2 separate regions of the Anas platyrhynchos genome follow, and region 2 is linked to region 1. Evidence: chromatin contacts called from public Hi-C data. All regions are on one chromosome and are shown on one strand. Each heading gives the region's core, a stretch centred on a gene start, on an enhancer-like site or on the middle of the called end of the contact. The rest is flanking DNA. Distances are from core to core; before and after follow the strand shown.

What was found. A called contact is a pair of places that touch in the nucleus more often than the background predicts.
Region 2: a Hi-C map of subcutaneous adipose tissue shows a contact between it and region 1, with 4 times the contacts expected there. The contact joins the promoter of PCTP here to the enhancer-like site in region 1. A contact is called at or near these places in 2 of 8 Hi-C or Micro-C datasets (liver and subcutaneous adipose tissue).

The regions. Positions count from the first base shown.
Region 1 is chr19:5,488,977-5,491,792 of IASCAAS_PekinDuck_T2T, reverse strand. No RefSeq gene overlaps it. Among named protein-coding and RNA genes, the nearest start is that of HLF, 38 kb to the right of the region's middle. Within about 2 kb of position 1,357, at least 3 of the 8 cell types and tissues checked have an H3K27ac peak or open chromatin away from gene starts, as enhancers often do. A contact at or near this core is called in subcutaneous adipose tissue, where this site is marked.
Region 2 is chr19:5,606,602-5,609,417 of IASCAAS_PekinDuck_T2T, reverse strand. It overlaps PCTP (phosphatidylcholine transfer protein), which reads right to left and starts at 1,397. Exons shown (of 6, transcript XM_027471423.3): 1 at 834-1,397. The coding sequence starts at 1,364.

The DNA of each region.
Region 1 (2,816 bases), core at 108-2,607:
ACTGTCTTTGTCCCCCTGCACTGGTGACTTTCTGGCCTTTGGCCCTGCAGCTCCTCACCACCAGGACTGGTGAGACCCTGGCCTTACATTTTCACAGGCTCCCTTGTCCTGCTGCAGCACCGCAGAGAGAGAAATATATTAGGGAGATGATAGTCATAAAGAGAAAAGGGGAAAAAAAAAAAAAAAAAAAAAAGGCGGTTTGGAGCTGAGCCCAGCTCTCAGGAGCTGAGCATGGCTCGTGCGTGACCCCTTGTGTTGGAGCTGGCAGGGTCCAGTGCTGCAGGATGGGGCCTGGCATCCCCAGCCAAGCACACGGCTCTGGAGCTGTGAGCTCCCCTGCAGCAGAGACTGAGGGCTTGTGGCGATACAGCTGCAGTTCAAGAGGCTTCTCTGTAGCTGGCGGTGAAATGCAGCTCTGTATTCACACCCATGGTATCTCCCATTTCTCCCATGCACACTCACATTTGCAGTATGGTTGTATGTAGAAATGAAAAGCAAAAATGCAGCAGAAACTGAGAGGTCATATTTAAGGCTCTGTTCTTTTTCCTTTTCCTTTTTTTTTTTTTTTTTTCCCTTCCTTTTCCTTTTCCTTTTCCTTTTCCTTTTCCTTTTCCTTTTCCTTTTCCTTTTCCTTTTTCTTTTTCTTCTCTTTCTCTTTCTCCTTTCAGGTCTGTCTTGCTGTGGAAAACACAGCTGCCAGGCATGCACTATCTGTTTATTTCCCTCCAGAGTAATGCTTTTTAAGCAGCTGAAGAAGCTTAATAGAGGGTTAAAAAACTCTCAAAGCTTTTAAATTCCTACAGGTTTCATGAAACGTGGGGCTTGAGTTAAAAAAAAAAAAAAAAAGAAAAAGACTACAGGGCACCCTTGGGTACCCCAGTGATGGCAGGGCTGCAAGGAGTGCTCGCACACTGAGCAGGGCACTAAAATGGCTGCTAAGCCCTGTCAGCATTAGACCCCCCAGGCCTCCAAAGCCATCATTGCCTCCTTGCCAGCAAGAAGAGCTTAAAACACTGTAAATAAGTGACACCCTTGTGTTAATAGGATCGTGGAAGCACAGAACATCCTGAGTTGGAAGGGGCCCACAAGGATCATCGAGTCCAACCCCTGTTGATGCTGCTGATCCAAGACGTGTTCTTTGCTCCTGGTAAAGTCGTATTTATTTTATATCTTATGTGCTTTGGGGAAGAGGATGAGCAGAAAGAGCTCACCCAGGTCACTGCGCCCTGCTAATGGTGGCTGGGGCAACACAAACCCCAGCCCAGCCTTGTCATGCAGCAAGCCGAGCCCTGACCTGTGTGTCCAGAGGCAGAGCAAAGCTGCCTGAGCCCAGCAACACAACTAGGCTTGAACTGCAGCTAACACAAAGTGTGACAGAGCCAGGACTCTTTTCATAAGGCAGTGCAGGACCCAGTGCTCAGTGCTGAGGTTACAGTGCCGTAGTTTCTTGCCTGTGGGCTCTTTCTGGAAGCTATTTTTATAAATACGTTGTATTTCGTGCTTTCGTGGGGCTTTTGTGTCCCTGAAACGGCGGCTGCGGCTGGCCATGGCCGTGGTGAGGTCTCCGGTGTCCTCCAGAGGGCACCAGGCACCGGCAGATGGGAGCTGCGAGGTGCTGGGCTGGAGGTGCAGGAGGTTTAACTGATGGCACACAGCGGCCATGTCCAGCTCAGCCCCGGGGCTCAGCTGCCCACCCCCAGACTCGCTGCATTCAACGACAGGCATTAATTAGTTCGTGGCGCTGCTTTTAGATGCCCTCTTTCCCAGAGAGGAGGAGGCTGTCGAGTGCCATGCGTCTTGCTGGGCAAGGAGGAGGCGGTAAGGACAGCTTTAGCTGAAGTGGAGCCTTGGTGGCACCCTGAGGTAGCAGGTGTTCCTCAGAAAAAGGCTGAAATCCCCTAAAAATAGCAGACAAAGCTGTAGTTCTGTGGGGAAGAGCCAGGCTGCCAGCAGCCGGGCATTGCGGAGATGTGGCCTCTGCGCCGGCATGGGTGTGGATTCAGCTGCGCTGGCCAAAGGCCACACACTGAGCACAGGCCCTGTTTTTGCTTAAAAACCTGAAGCAGCCCATCAACAGGCTGCCAGAGGTGCTTCTGGGGGCACTGCAGCTGGCAGAGGCAGCACAGGGTGTGATGTTGTTAAAGGCAACCAGGACACAGGCCGCAGAACACGGCCATAGGGGTGGGCAGGCCCAGGCCTCATGGCACCAGGGACACAGCGGGGTCAGGATCATTCTTGTTACAAATGTGTCTGTACACATCTTTCTGTGTGCACACATACTTCATATACAATATATAATATACGCATATGTATGCATATTTAAAATGTGTTTTATTTAGCCCTACAGTCTGTATTATCCATCTATAACACATAATATTTCCTTCCAGTATTTAAAGGGGGCCGATAGGAAAGATGAGGAGAGACTGACTCTTTATCAGGGTGTGCAGTGACAGGACAAGGGTTAAAGGCTTTAAACTAAAAAGGGTAGGTTTAGATGAGATAAAAAGAATAAATTATTCACTCAAGGTGCGGTGAGGCCTTGGCACTGGCTGCCCAGAGGAGTTGTGGATGTTCCCTTCCCTGGAAGTGCTCAAGGCCAGGTTGGATGGGGCTTCAGCCAGCACATACACTATTTAGTGCATAATATGTAACATATATAGTAAAATCAACCTTTATAGTAATGAAATATATTAATGTAGTATTATAATAATTATTATTATAATGTGTTAAACACACAATATGAAAAATTTATATGTATGTAGATAGACATATATATGGGAGGGTGCATGTGAATGCACACACAGAGTGGGAGGTGG
Region 2 (2,816 bases), core at 148-2,647, 120 kb before region 1:
ACCTATTTGTGTAGCCTGAAGAGAAGGTGGAAAGAGAAGGCAACAGGAAATATAAACACTGCCTTCAGCTTCCTGAACTACCGCTGTTACAGCTGATGTGCAGTTCAGTAAGTGTTAAAAACCAATTTTTCCAGTAACAACTTGAAGACCCTCCTCTTAAGACATGGTTCTTCTTTTCCTGGGGCACTTCAAGGCAACTGAATGACAGAATAAGCAAGAGACTTATTTCCCAGCAACATCAGAAGACCGGACCTATGCCGTTCCCTTGCAGCCTTCCCAGCCCCTCCTCCACCTTCCCCAAATCGGGGTCAGTTCGCAAGAAGCACAAGAAAAACACCTGCATGTTTTTCAGCCAGCTTAACAGTCCATCCATATAAAAGCAGAGTTTCACCCCCACCGTTTTTGAACTACCTCCTGATGTTAGGGGCAGAAAGGTGAAAAATTCAGCTCGGAAGGAGTTTTGGAGAGGGGGAGAAGGCGGGGAGCCGGCAGGTCCTGGCGCAGGTGCGCAGGGAGGGGTTTCCCTTCACCCCCAGGCCGCCGCAGGAGCCACCCCGACCCCGGCCGCTGGCGAACCTGGAGCTCCCCGCGGCAGAGCGGCTTTCCCCGGCAGCACTTAATAGCATTACTGGGCAAGCTGCTTGCTGGGAGCACGGCGAAACCGAGCCGGGGCCGGCGGGACTCGGCGGCGCCTCCCGCAGCCCGGCCGCCCCCGGGGCCGCCCCGCTCCTCCCGCCCGGGCCCGGCCCCGCTTCCTCGCTCCGGGCCCGGCCGGGGAGCGCCCGAGGCCCCGCCACCCTCTGTGGCGTGGGGGAGCTCCCCCGCCCGCCCACCTCGTCGTATAGCCGGTAGATCCTCACGCCCATGCTCTCCACCAGGAGCTGCCAGGGCGCCACCGGCGCCGGCTGGTCCAGCTCCCGGCAGGCAGCCCGAAACTGCTCCTCGGAGAAGCCCCGAGGCGGCGGCGCCTCCATTCTCCGCGCCGGGAGGCGGCGGCGGCGGCAGCGCCCGGCACAGCCAATGGCCGCCACAGCCCCTCCCGCCCGGCCGCCCGGCCCTGTCATGGCACCCAGGGGCCGCGCTGAGGGCCGCGCCGGGGAACGGGTCGGGGGTGTGGGGTCTGGGGTCTGGAGTCTGGGGTCTGGGGTCTGGGCCATCGGGAGACCGCGGGGCTTACGAGCACCCAGGACCGCTCCCCGTGCAGTTTTGCCAGTCAGCCCCTCTGTGGGGTCTCGGTAAATGGGGCCGGGAGCGGTGGCATCCCAGAGCTGCATCCAGTTGGCTCTGGGCCTGCTGTGCTCCCCGAGGGTGGAGGTCACAGAGTCACGGAATGGTTGAGGTTGGAAGGGATCTCCAGAGGTCATCTAGTCCCCGCTGCTCAAGCAGCGTCACCTGGAGCATGGTACACAGGATGGCTTCCAGATGGGTTTGGAGCATCTCCAAAGGAGACTGCACAGCCTCTCTGGGCAGCCTGTCCCAGTGCTCTGTCACCCGAACTGTAAAGAAGTTCTTCCTCATAAGGTTATGAAACCTCCTGTGGTTCACTCCCATGGGTATGGGGCTTCATCAGACCTACTAAAATTTAGCCTGCCTGCCAGCACTAGCCCAGTGTTGGTCATGGTAACCTCTGTGCAAGTCTGGCAACATTTATCGTTTTCCAGTTTCTCTGCCAAGCTGCTGACTTCTTTGACAAAGAGTTCACTTATGTCAGCTGTCCCTTCCACTTCCAGTCAACTGGTTTGCAAGCAGAGCATGAGGATTTTTGGCTGACTCTTTCAGGGCATAAAAGCTGAGTTGCACTTACGGTTATCCTTGCACAGTGGGTTCATAAGAGCTCCCGAAAACTTTTGGAGACGAGCTCATGGTGGAGGGCAGGATGGTGTCCCACTGTCCTTTCCTGCCCAGGTTTAATGCCAGAATTTGACCTATAGCTTCTGTCTGGAATGATGTCATGAATGCCAATAAGTCTCCATACCTCTGTACCTCCTCCCACCGTCTCAATGAAGTTGTTGTGCAAATGTTCCAGTTCTTTTGTTTTATTTTCATGTGTTTACATGTATTATGGCATTTTATTATTAATATTTATACAATATGTATAAATATTTTTGTTTGTGTTCTTTGTGAATTACAATGTCGTGCTTTCAGTCAGCCCAGCTGGTTCTCCAAAACATGATGACAATACATTTTGCATGACTGAACTAAGTTGGCTTCAGTGGAGCTATGCTGCTCTGAGGCTCCTGACTTTGAAATGGAATAGGAGGCTGTGATCTCTAAGCGAGACTGATTTACCTTGCAGAAATATTTCTTTAAACAGTAGTTTTACTTTTGCAGCAATTTTACCAAATTTCTGTCTCACTTAAATCCCGTTCATGGTTTGAAATAGGACTCATGCAAGACTGTAAGAGCTGGTGGCTCTTGTTTGTAGAGTCTCACATATGAAAAAGGAGTCGTGAGTCAAAAGTTGATGTTTAACAAGCAGGCAAAGGCCTGTAAGTGAGCCTGGGAGATTTCATGATCTCTTAAGGAGCCTCATCTGTGCAACAGAACTAAAGTGATCACAGCTCAGGGTTCCCTGCTGTTTTACAGTCAATGTTTTGCATTATATGGTTGTCTGCATGGCATCAGAGCACTAAGTTGGCTGCAGCTGGCTGGCCTTTCTTGCCTCCCCCCCCAGCACTCTCATGGAAAAAGAGAGGTTTATCTCACAAGACTACTCTAGGGACCAGTGTTTTGAAAACGACAATAATATGTGACCTTTTTTCTTGGTAAATAGGGAGTGGTGCTTACTAAGAAAGCACAAACAGTTCAGAAAGGAG